Regions from separate parts of the Sus scrofa genome. Here regions 2 and 3 are each linked to region 1. Evidence: chromatin contacts called from public HiChIP or PLAC-seq data. All regions are on one chromosome and are shown on one strand. The core of a region is the stretch at or near the end of the contact, and the rest is flanking DNA. Distances in the headings are between cores, read along the strand shown.

What was found. HiChIP or PLAC-seq counts read pairs in DNA pulled down with a chosen protein or histone mark.
Region 2: a contact with region 1 is called in an H3K27ac HiChIP or PLAC-seq map of skeletal muscle, with 11 times the contacts expected there. The contact joins two enhancer-like sites. A contact is called at or near these places in 3 of 47 Hi-C or Micro-C datasets (embryonic fibroblasts and skeletal muscle) and 1 of 2 datasets of contacts at active chromatin or transcription factors (skeletal muscle).
Region 3: a contact with region 1 is called in an H3K27ac HiChIP or PLAC-seq map of skeletal muscle, with 11 times the contacts expected there. The contact joins two enhancer-like sites. A contact is called at or near these places in 5 of 47 Hi-C or Micro-C datasets (embryonic fibroblasts, fibroblasts and skeletal muscle) and 1 of 2 datasets of contacts at active chromatin or transcription factors (skeletal muscle).

Annotation. Positions count from the first base shown.
Region 1 is chr15:119,349,579-119,353,795 of Sscrofa11.1, forward strand. No RefSeq gene overlaps it. Among named protein-coding and RNA genes, the nearest start is that of TNP1, 310 kb to the left of the region's middle. Within about 2 kb of position 2,958, at least 3 of the 83 cell types and tissues checked have an H3K27ac peak or open chromatin away from gene starts, as enhancers often do. A contact at or near this core is called in skeletal muscle, where this site is marked.
Region 2 is chr15:119,066,958-119,070,933 of Sscrofa11.1, forward strand. No RefSeq gene overlaps it. Among named protein-coding and RNA genes, the nearest start is that of TNP1, 31 kb to the left of the region's middle. Within about 2 kb of position 2,589, at least 9 of the 83 cell types and tissues checked have an H3K27ac peak or open chromatin away from gene starts, as enhancers often do. A contact at or near this core is called in skeletal muscle, where this site is marked.
Region 3 is chr15:119,003,458-119,007,557 of Sscrofa11.1, forward strand. No RefSeq gene overlaps it. Among named protein-coding and RNA genes, the nearest start is that of TNP1, 33 kb to the right of the region's middle. Within about 2 kb of position 2,409, at least 16 of the 83 cell types and tissues checked have an H3K27ac peak or open chromatin away from gene starts, as enhancers often do. A contact at or near this core is called in skeletal muscle, where this site is marked.

The DNA of each region.
Region 1 (4,217 bases), core at 1,708-4,207:
TGTATCATATAGACAGTTTTTGTTCTATCTTCTTTTCTCAGATTATCTGCTTTTGAGGGTTTATTTATTCATATCCATCTCTATTGTGTCATTCCTTCTTCTAAAATAAAAATGAAAACAAAATGTAAAGGGAAATATCCAAGTGAAATATTACCTTGAACTTTGACAGCATGATGCTATAAGATATTGGGTCATTTAGCTCTACAGAAGGTTATTTAATCCTCTAAAAAATTAGTTTGAAAATCAAGACATTCATGGGAAGACAAACTGTAATATTTATATTAATATGTCATCTACAACTTTTAAACTATCTCTTTACTCTGCTGTCTCTTTTGCCCCCCTTTTATCTCTTCCTGTCTCTGGGACACTCTCTCTTTCTTTTTTCCTTTCATTCTAACAGTGAAATATCCAGGAGAAGGGTAATACAATTGGGGTGTGTGTGTGTGTGTGTGTGTGTGTGTGTGTGTGTGTGTGTGTGTGTGTGTGTGTGTTTGCCATGCCTCCAAATGTTGGAAAGCAAAGATTTTAAAACACATATTTGTACATTTTAGATTAAGGGAGAGGAAAAAGAGGAAAAAGAAGAAGAGGAAAACAGTTGTATAAAGGGAATGAGGGAGGAAAAAGATGAAAGAAGGAAAGAAGGAAAGGAGAGAGGAAGAGAAAGATGGATGTGTTGGGACACTCAACTACAAAGCGAAAACGCAGTATATCATCCAGATGTTTTGTCTACAGCAGACCAAACATCAGGCTTTTGGGAAACATTTGGAAGATACAATGCTCCTTTCACTGCACAGACAACTGTTGACAGTCCTATCGCCTCTTTTTTTGTGTGTATGTGTCTATCCCTTTCAAGCCTTTTTGCGGTTAAATTATAAAGGCCTGTTCAGTGGGTGGGGTGACGTCACACTGACCACAAAAGCTTATATTTCCTGCTACTAAATACACAGCTCCTGCTGACGAAGTGGTCATTACAGAGCAAGCTTGTTCTGCCGAGGTCACATTGAGTGGGGATAAAGGTAGGGGGAGGGGGCCCAATTGAGAGTGCAGGGCCATTATTCCCAAGGGTGTCTGTCTGCCTGCTGATCCTCATCTTGCTAGAACTGAAAGATGAAAATAGAAGTCCCTTTGTGCTTCCTCCAGACCTTTGTCTCTAAGGATGCTGGGGTAACTAGGACGCAACATGGTGGAGAGAAAGGAACAGATGAAATCCAGGTCTGATTCCAATCTCTCCATTTATATGCTGAGTGATTTTACGTTTCCAGGGCTAATCATTACAATCTCCATTTTACCAAAGAGGGAAGAGCCTCATGTAGGAATCAAATGAGATCATGCCTTGTAAAACAATCACAGTTGGTTTTATTTTTAGGGTGTCATTGTAATCTTTTTTTTTAAATTGTTATCTCCCCAATATATTTTTTTTCTACTACACATAATGGTGACACAGTTACACATACATGTATATATTCTTTTTCTCACATTATCATGCTCTGTCATATGTGACTAGACGTTGTTCCCAGTGCTACACCTTCAATCTGTCTACAAGAAAATCACCTTAGGGCAAAGGACACATATAGATTGAAAGTGAGAGGATGGGAAAAGATATTTCATGCCAATGGACAAGATGGAAAAGCAGGAGTTGCAATACTCATATCATTCAAATCTTAATATCATTGCTTGGATGCCCTCACTCAATTTCTTTGTGATAAATTAGAACTAATGTTATCTCTTCTGAAGGGAGAGAGTAAAGGGCCAGTTTTATTTTTGCCACTTTCTTTTTATTTTATTTATTTTTGCAGAGGTCACAGTGAAGACAATTTTTTTAGCAAAGGAAAATAAGTAAACTTAAATGGTGAAAAAAAAAAAAAGACTTAATGGTTTAAGCAAAGAAAGCCACACCAAATTCTAGGGGGGAAAGAGGTAAAAGAGGATCCAGGTGAGGTCTCATAGATGAAATAGCATTTGGGTTGGAAAGAGCGTGTAAGAGTTTGGCAAGCAGAGGTGGAGAAAGGGTGATTATCATCACCGACGGAGCCCATAAATTCTTAGGTACCACCTGCCATTAACCAGAGTGAACTGAGGGCTAATGCTATAGTCTTTGGCAAACCAAACCTCAGGTGTATGAATGTCCCCTTTAAAAAGTATTTCATACAATTGGGTTAATTGCAACATTGAGGGAAGTGGAAAACCACTGCTTAGCCAAGATCATACAGAATTTTCCCTCTCTCAGTTCTGAGCTTTTGACAAAGCGGGACTCAAATTCCCAACATTTTTCTTTCTTTTATTTTTTCCCCCTTCTAGTGAAGGACTATTACACATAGGAGCACAAACCCAAAGAAGACTTTGGAATGAGTCCACATTCAAACACACAATTTTTAAAATTAGGAAATGAAATGAGTGACATTCAGCAAAAGGAAACTTTTGCCATTATCCATATAATTTAGGTGGTCTGGATGACCAGTCTGGATATTCCAGCTGCTGTAAGCCAGGGTTGACCAGGTTGGTTCTCATATAAACCACAAAAATCGGAAAATTGCCATGTTCCTTTGGGCCATGTGTGCCACCCAGCCCTTATTGGGGCACACTTCTGCCAGGGCCACCAGCTAACTTTAAGGGCCTCCAGTAGGCCGAAGGCCAGGCAGTTCACCTGATCTGAGGCTATGGCTTGGTTGGCACATCTTAGTTATTCCCTATGAGCTGCCACCCCCTGGCTCAGGCATAAAGAATTAGCTCCATTAATCATCCTTTTCCTGGAGCACACTAGACGAACTCCTGGCTTGGATTAGAACTATCATTTTCATTTCCTAATTTTAAAAAATGTGTGTTTGGTGACAAGGAAGACAGGCCAGAAAGGCAGCTTCAAAGTCCCACCATAAGGAAAAAATGCAGAGAGAAGGTCCTGCGGCAATTCATTCTGAACTCACCTCCCCTGTAGTGCTGGGGAGTATGCCAGAATATGAGGTCTGCATTGGGAGCAGAGCCTTGCAAGAGTACGGCCACCATCAGTTCGTGGTGAGTTTACCTGTTAAAGGTAGGGCTCTGAAAATACAACTGAAAGATCCAAGATAGAAGTCCAATTGCCATGTTAATCTAACAAAAGAATCAAGGAACAGGGAATGTATAGAAATTGATGTCCAGAGCTTAGTAAAATATAAAAATCACAAGAAGAAATATGACTTAAAAGATAGAAGCCAAGCAAGAAAGTTGATCAAAGCCAAGTCAAATAGCCAAGGTAACTTCAACAGACTCAATATACCTGACATTAAAAAGGACCTAAAAATGGAGCAATGATTTAGATGGATCAATTCCAGGAAAAGCAAGATTCCTGGGAGGAAAGATGAGATGAAACTAGGAAGCAAAAAGTGAGAGTTTCCATTGGCCCACGATGGAGTAAAGAGCCACGGAGCCTGAGCCAAATGTTAGAAGGACAATGGAAGGAAGAGGATCAAAATCACAAAAGTTCTGATGTGGTAAAAAGTGGAAGTTATGCATCCAGAACTCTGAATGTAGGTAAATTAACAAGAGATGAGCAGAAGGGGAGAATCCTTCTTAATTATTTCAACTGGCTCTGTCAAAATCAGTTCTACAGCTAGAGACTTCTTTCATAGGGATTAATTGCTCTTGCAGGTGTTTGCTGCTTCCAAAGAGCTAAACCCTGTCTCAGAAATATGACCCTCTCCTTCTTTCCTCCTGTAGCAAGAAGTTCAGCTTTACCCAATCAAGTAATTCATTTCTGTGAAATAATCTGAGCTATTTTCTCCCTGTTTGTCTGTCTGTCTGTCTATCTATCTACCATCTACCTATCATATATCTATATCTACCTATTTTAGTTATTTTTTATGGATAAGTACATCTCATACATAATTATGATACAAAAGGAATCATTTTCCACACAATATTCAACGTAATTGTTGAAAAGTCAGAAACTCAGGCCTCTAAGTCTAGGGTTTGATTTCCATGATTCTGAGCAACCTCCTTGATTGGTTATTTTCCCTGTGTTGATCCACATTTGGCTGAGTTAACTTGGTTGACTACTTTGGCATTTGTAGACACTTCTCCACAGACACAATCTGTTGGTTGATGTTACTCAGACAAACTTACAACTTAATTGACTGTATTTTTGTCTTTTGCAAATGATGTGATGGTATTATGTAGACCCATTCTGAATTGGTGAGAGGTTTTTCAGTGTACCTTTAGCCTACGATGAATTTTCCTGAAAA
Region 2 (3,976 bases), core at 1,339-3,838, 280 kb before region 1:
CTGGGAGCAGGGGAGGGCAGGGCCCTTGAGTTCCTGTGGAGGCTGACAGAGTGCTTGTCCGAGGTCCTAGCTCTGCTGCTGAGTGCAGTTTCTTCTTCCTGGGTCTGAGCGTCCCCTCCATCTGCCTCCCTGCTCCAGACCTGAAAGGTGGATGGACCCAGTGTGTGAGGAGGATACCTGCTCAACTGTCAAAGTCACAGCAAAGGCAGAGGATGGATGGTGGGAGATGAGTTTAGGAGGTGGCTGTCTGGTCAGAGGCATTCCCCAGAGCCCTGGGTGTGTGGTAAATGTGTGTTTCTGCATATCCACTGAGTCTTTTTTGTACAGAATCTCAATACGGCCCAGAGTGGTCTGTGGTTGAGACAAGGAGGGACCTGAAACCCATCCCTTCAGCTTCTCCAGTGGCTCTCTCAGTGACTTCTAAGCCACCTTGGAGGACCCCGGGGGTTCCATGGAACCCAGTTTAGGAACCCCTGATGAAGCCTAATTAATTTTGCACGTCATTAGGCAAACTCAGTGTGAGCTCCAACTGCTCCTCAGGAGTTCAGCCAATAACGAGGGCTTGAGGGGCCCATTTGTTTGCCCACCCAGGCCTGCTTCTCCATGGTCCAGGGGTCTGCTGGCCCTGCTATGACAAAGACAGAGGTGGGAGTGTCTTCCCAGAGCAGGGGAGCCGGGGTGGGGGGGGGGGAGTAAGTTTGGACAGTGTAGAGAAGCAGGTGCCTGGCCAGGCTCCTCTGACTTTGCCTGCTTGGATCTCCACAACCCAGGCTTTGAAGGGTAGTGTTCCACAGCTGCTTCCCAGAGCATCAGACCCATGGCTCTTCATCCGAGGACGTACCTTTTTGTTCCCCTTCCATCCATAATGCCAGTTTGGCAAAGACTGAAGTCTGTGATGTCCTCCTGGTAGGCTCAGTGCCCAAGAGCACAGCCAGGGTCCTGAGAATTCCTGCAGAAAGGAATCCCGTTCTTCCCTGCATTAACCATGTCTAAGATTTCTTGCAGCAGCACCTGATCAATAGTCCTAGGGGTTAGGTTCTGTGTCACGTTTGTCCCTATACTGAAATCAAGTGTGTTTACTCAAAGCATCTTCCAGCACTGGGGCTCTTTGCTGTGTATTGGGTCTCTCCCTTAATGGAATTCAATCTCCCAAGAGCAGGATATTTGTTCAGCTGAGGACAGTGCTTAGAGCCTAGCAGACGATATTTGTTGAGTGGGAGCATCCTAAGTGGTCTGGGTGCTAGGGAAGGCAGATATGTGTACCATGCCTTTAGCTGTGCTGTGCCTCCCGCCAGCAACACCCTCCCTGTCCTCTGCCCTCCTCATTCCATGCTGATCACTTCTCTCTGGTCTCTGGCTTACCCCGACTAGAGTCCTTCTGGCTACTCACCACCTGCTACCACTCATCCTTGGCCACACTCCCTTAGGACACCTGTTCTACTTTATCAGACCCCACTTACTTGGCTTTCTTCTCTGGGTAAATTAAGGAGAGCAGGTTCAATTCAGGGAGCAGCCTGCAGGCTGAACTGTGATGACTGTGGGCTAGGCTGGGGTGGGTACTTGAGATACAGCCGACCACAGGCCCTGGGCTCAGAGGCCTGATGTGCAGAGTGGGGTCAGCTCCTACTAGGTTCCAACAGCCACTCATTAAATTTTCAGGGGTTTTCCAAGCTGATTGTTAAACAGAACCTTCTGATAATTCATGCTTGTGTGTAGCCATAGGCTCGCCACAGATACAAGGGTTAGGTAGCTGAACTCTGAACACTTTCTTGTAGAATCAATTGGCTAGATGGATTTACAAAAAAGAATATTGTGGGGAGTTCTCAGTTGCTGCTTAGCAATAACAAACCAGACTAGTATCCATGAGGATGCAGGTTCCATCCCTGGCCTCTCCCAGTGGGTTAAGGATCCGGAGTTGCTGTGAGCTGTTGTGTAGTCTGGCAGCTGTAGCTCCAATTAGACCCCTAGCCTGGGGGTGTGGCCCTAAAAAGACAAAAAAATAATATTTTGCGTTTTATTAGTATTTGTAAATTTTGTGCTTTGTATTGGCAAAATTTATTTTATGCTTTTTTTTTTTTTTCTAGAGAGCATTGATTGGGGCTTTATTAGAGGAGGGCCAGATGTGGTGTAAACAAGGAAAAGAGCTGCTTGCTTGGTCCTGTGGGGCTGAAAAACTCTAAAGGAACTTAGGGAATGGACACTGAAAGGCCCATGGACCCACTCACAACCACAGACCTCACTGATGGCAAAATAAGTTAGAACCCCATGTCCTGGCACTTGCCACCCTGGAATACTAGCCTCTTCCATCCTGTCCTAGACCCCAGGATACCCTGCTGCCTTTCCTGGTTCTCATGGGCTGTACAGATGTCCTCAACCTCCCCCAGCCTTTCCCAGGCTAGGGGAGCAGGGGACGGAGGGGAAGGGGCCCTGCTTGGAGGCACATCTGCCACAGCTGTGCTCCTGGCCGTCCAGACACCCTTCCGTCACGCTCTGACAGATGCATCCAAATAAATCAGTTCACAGCAGGAAAGGGCTTGGGGAGTTCCAAGTCTAGTGAAACAAGATCTGGTCTGGAGGGACGGAGAGCAGCCATGTCTGAGGGAGCCAGGATGGTGGGCCCCAGGCCAGACCTTGGTGCTGGAGCTCTGAGGGAAGCCAGGGAGGCCGCTCCCCAGTGTGGGGTCTTTCTGTCCACCCCTTCCCTCGGGGGCCCCTCTCCTTCTCTCCTCCCTCGACTGGTCTTTCAAGATGGAATTCAGATGGGCCCTGCGTGTGAGAGTGTGCTGCTGGCTAGTGACTGCCTGGGTTCTCAAGCCTGCAGAGCTCCGAGTCAGCATGGGAGCCACAGAAGGGCAGCAGTGCAGCATGAGTCACTGGGTCATGGGGGATGGGCACCAGGCCTGGGCCTGGCTTGCCTGTTGAGTGGTCGGAGGAGTTTGAAGCCCGCTGTTTTTCCAGTCACCAGAGTTGGGTGAGAACACCTGCTGTGTTTAGCAATGTGGATGCCGTGTGTTCCTAGCAGACACTCAGACAAGCACTGGCTTATTTTCATGGTGATTCAAAGAATCACAAACGTCCTCTCCTCAGGAGCTTCCTACTGGGCAGTCGCATTTCCTTTTCTTCTGGGTCATGAGGACACAGGCTTCCACAACCTCCCTCAGAGGCATGTGGCCACAGCCAGAGGGCTATAAGATTTTTCTGTGGTCTATCTTTCAAATCTCTTTAACTATCACTGCAGCACATTCCTTCCTATGGACTACAGAGAGCTTGCACCTAGGGTGGCTTGCCTCTGCTCATGCAAGTTTTATTTCTTAGATTCAGAGGAAAATGAAGCCTATTTCTCCTCAATCTGGAAACTGCCACTTGTGTTGGTGGGGGAGTGATAGCAGGGGAGAAGTGGGTCATTTAGGTTCATGGGCATCTAAGAAGGGGCAACTGAATGTTGGATCCAGAAGGCAGGGCCCAGGGTCGAGGGTCACAGAGTCCAAAGAGATGGCTAGAGCAGCACTGGACGACCGACTTGGGAATACACGTTCCAGACTGGAGCCAGCTCACTGCCTGTCCTCATGTTGATGTATGGAATACAGGCCACTACTTACTAGCCAGGAGCCACATAAAACACAACTGTTTTGTTTCTCACACCCTAGCCAGCCTGCTGGGAGCTGATGGTCGCCAGGGAGAGGCCAGAAGCCAGCAGGTGAAGTGTGCCCCCAACAGGAGCTTACCTCACCCGGCTGGCATCAGGGCAGACTCAGAGGACAGGGTCTCGTATCACTGTCAGCTCCCCTTGGCAGTTACCTCTCTGAAGACTGACTGGGCCAGCTCTGCCACACTTATGTAAGGGGACCTGACTGCGCCTGGCGTGCCTGCGCTGGCAAAGTCCAAAAATAAATGCTATTGACCGATAAAGATTTGAAGTGCTGGCTTGTGAGGAGGGAAAGTGGGCAAGACTAATGGCAGCAGGTACTGCTAAGGC
Region 3 (4,100 bases), core at 1,159-3,658, 350 kb before region 1:
AAAATGTATAATAGCTCCTACGCTCTAAATGTGTTTTCTGGATGGGTAGGCTATTTTTCTCCAAGTAGTGAAAGAAGGATCCAGGATCTTTCCATCTTGAAATTCCGCCATCTTCAATATATGGCTCTAAGGTGTCCAGGCTCATCTACATTGAGCTGATAGGAGGGGGTAAGCATGGACCACTGAGCTTGGAATATTTTTATGGGCCAAACTGGGAAAGGTGTGCATGAATTCTGCTCAAATTCGATTGACTGGAAATCAGTCATAGGGCCATGTTTAACTACAAGGGAGGCTGCGAGTTGTAGCTTAGCTGTATGCCCAGGAAAAAGAGGAATTGGATTTGGACAGTGAGAACCAATCTGCGCCACAGGAAGGAGATCTAAAAAGATAAGGGATTGTATGGTGTGAAAAAGAAAAGATGAGGCAATGTTCATTATGTTCCTGTTTATGAAGAGCTTGGAGAGTCTTCAGCTGATGAAGAATGGCAGGACCTGGGCTTACAAAGATTTCCTAGACCACAAGAAAGAGCTCTAAGCTAAGACTCAAGACAGTTAAGGTTCTAGTGTTGGTTGCGTCTTGACTCAGGTACAGGACTGCATAGAATTTACTAGAGTCTATGCTTCAGTTTCCTCATCTGTAAATAGCAACCAAAATACTTAACCTGATTACTTGACATAATTGTCTGAGGCATCAGGTTTAACAATATCATGCCTATTAAAAAAATATGGCAATCATTACAACAGAGAATGAGCTTAAACTGAAGGTAGAGAAAATTAAGTTAGATAAGAAAATAAAACATCCCCCATAGTGGAACAAGAGAGGTTTTTAGGGTGTATGTCAATAATTTTAAGAAATCAATGTGAAACAATTTTGTAAATAGTGGAAAAAGAACCCAAATGTGGGGGATGTTTTGTGGCGGGAAAGGAGGACATGGGTGTAGGTTCTGGCTCTGCGAGTGACTTGCTCTTTGATCTGGAGTGAGTGAATTCTTCTTTCTGGACCTCAGTATCCCTCTTGTAAACAAAGGGATTGGATTATACATTTTCCTGAAGTCTCACTCCCTAGTCGCATGCTTCTGACTACGCTCAATCTTGTCAAAATGTGGGGATTTAAACACTGGTGATGCTGATGACCACAGGGCTGAAAGATGGGCTCCAAACACATGCAATTGCAGACTGAACTCTTCCACTTGGAAGTCCAGTAGACACCTTGAACCTCCCACGCCCATGCAAAGCATTATGGTATCTTCTGTTCCCAAACATCCTCCTGCAGCCTTTCACATCTCAGTAAGAAGCAGCTATTCTGGAAGTCCCCCTTAATCAACCTCACTTTCAGACATAGCCTGCATCCCACTGACCAGCAGGCCCTGTCACTACTCTACCATCAACATATACCCCAAAGCTCCCCCTCTACCTGCTGACACCTCAGTACTAGCCACCTTTCACCTAGATGGACCAACTACTCTCTCAGATGCCACTCTTGCCCTCTGGTCATCCAGTTTTCATACAACAGTTAGGGTGAGCTCTTCATCCTTTCCTCTGTTAAAAATCTTCCAGTGACTTCTTACCACATTTGTGATAAAGTCACACTCCTTGCCTTCCTCTGCAGAGATTTCTGACCTTGTTTCTAACCCTCTCCTGCTCTCTTGTCTACTTTCCAACTTGGCTTCAGGCGTTCTGGCTGTTCGTCAGCACACTGGGCTCGTTTCTGTCCCGGCGTCATGGTGCTCCCTCTGCCTTCTGCTTGGGGACCTTTCCTTCCACATTATCTCTGGCTCTTCCCCTTGCTCCACTGGGGTCTTGGCTCAAATGTCTCTTGTTTGAGGGGGCTGAGGGCCTACCACTATTCTTTTCCAGATCCTAGTTCATTCATCTCTCTTATAGTTTCTCCACAAAGCATGTAACACTCTGGAATTATTTTACTTGCTTACTTGTGTATTTTCTGCCTGTCTCCACTATAATGTTAACTCTATAAATGCAGGAACATTTTTTTGTCTTTTATACAACTGTGTTCCCAATGGCATGTATAGTAAGTATTCAGTAAACGCTCATTGAATTAATGGATGAGCCAATGAAGAGAAACTGACTATAGGACCCCTGCTGCCCACGGCCAATATTCTTCAACAAAGGGAGGGGAGCGAGGGACTTGGATTTCATGGCCAGGGGTGAACTCAAGCCAGCCTCTGTCAGCTCATGGTGGTGGCACTTGAACGGGGCGTGGGTCTCTGACCCTGGAAACCAGCTGTCTCTGCCCCATGGCTCTGATCAGATCCTGGTGCTCAGAGTTCTGTGCCGCCTCTTGTTTCCTCTTTTTAGGAGGCACTTGGCAGGCCTCTCAGGGGTATATTTGGCTTCTTTTCCAAGCTGATTTCTCTCGCTGCTGAGAAATGACTAAGCAGATTCTCCATCTCCTGGAGGCCAGCTGCCAGCCTGTGAGGGTTGATACTGTCAGCCCAGATCGGTTGGGGAGCACAAGCCCTACTTCTGAAAAAACCTCCTTCCTTTGCTCTGTATTCAGAAAAAGAACAGAACAGACCCCCCCGCCCCCGCCACTTTGAAATGGCCTCCCTCACTTCTTGCGACGGGGTTCTAGGCTGATCCCTCCACCCCCACAGAAGAGGAAAAGCAATTAGATCCCTACTCACAGGGCTCAATGTCTGAGTAATGTTGGATGTTGCAAAGTAATTGATAGAGGATATTTGGATGGTAGCATAATCATAACAAAAGCATCTTCTGTTTACTGAGTGCTTACTCTGTGTCAGGCACAACACTAACCTCTACAGGTATGTTAGCTTGTTTGATTCTCACAGTGATCTTAGGAGGTGAGTGCTGTGAATTTATAGATCAGGAACTGGAGGTAAAGGAAGATTAAGGAACTGGCCCATGGCACCATGACTCAGTAGTGGAGGGACTGCATTCAAGCACAGGTCTCTCTGCTTCCAAGAACATGTGCTTGCTCCTTGGGCTGCACTCCTTATACCCCTGCACAGATTGTTCCTAAAGTTGGCTACAGTGGAAACACAAAGCACAGCCCAAGTAATTTTTTCCAAATTTCTCACCACCATCCCCTTACTTCACACCAGAGAAACCCCTGCAAATTCAGTGGGAGGTTAATAGGCTTAATGTGGAAAATTGATTTAGAAGTCAACCAAGTCTGGGAACTACTGGGTGTAAATAAAGTTAGAAAAGACTTTGCAGAATTATTGTGTTGAAACTGATAGAAAATCCTCAAGAGAGGAATGTCTCACACTGCCATTCCAAAATTTAAATGGCCAGGGAACACCTTTTCTCCCAGAAGCAGCTTGGGGTTCCATGAATCCTCAGGAAATCGCTGAGTGCTATGAATACACTCACTTACCTATAAAAGTGCTTGGAGGTTCTCTCTCTACTTCATTTGAAATCTGTCCATCCACCCATCCACCCATCCACGCATTCATCCATCCATCCATCTCTTGAGCACCTACCATGTTCCAGGCACCACAAAGGTGTTTTCTCCCATGTCATCATACGCATTCTCACCACAACCCCATGTTATAGACAAAGAAGCAGAGAATCAGCAAGGCCACTAAGCTAGGCAGTAAGAGGATAGACATTAAAACATAAATTTCCCAATCCAGACTTACTGAATTTTCTTCTTTATTCCAGAATTTCTTCCTTCAGTTGCTTATCCAATTTCTGGGTGTTTGTCAAAATCCCAACTCAAACTGCTTCCTCCAGAAGTCATTCCCTTCCTCCCCATCTGCCCTTCATGAGTGAGGTCTCCCTCTCCTTAACTCCCTTCAAACACACCCTCTCTAGTGAATATGCCACGCACTTCCTCAGACTGCTGGTTCAGTGTGAGTGTATATGTCTGTGTCTTGGACCTCAAATGGAGTTCAAGTCAGGCACTTGGCATGTATCATTTCCTTAAACTGGCACATCAACCTGTGATAGAAGTCCTGATAGACTCATTTTATAGATGAGAAAATTGACCTGCAGTGAGGTTCATTTACTTGCCCAAGGTCACGAAGCAAGTTAGCAATGAAGCCTGGCCACAGGATTCATTCCTTCCACTGCTCCAAGCTGCCTCTACCTAGTTCAACCCCTGATCCATATTTGGGG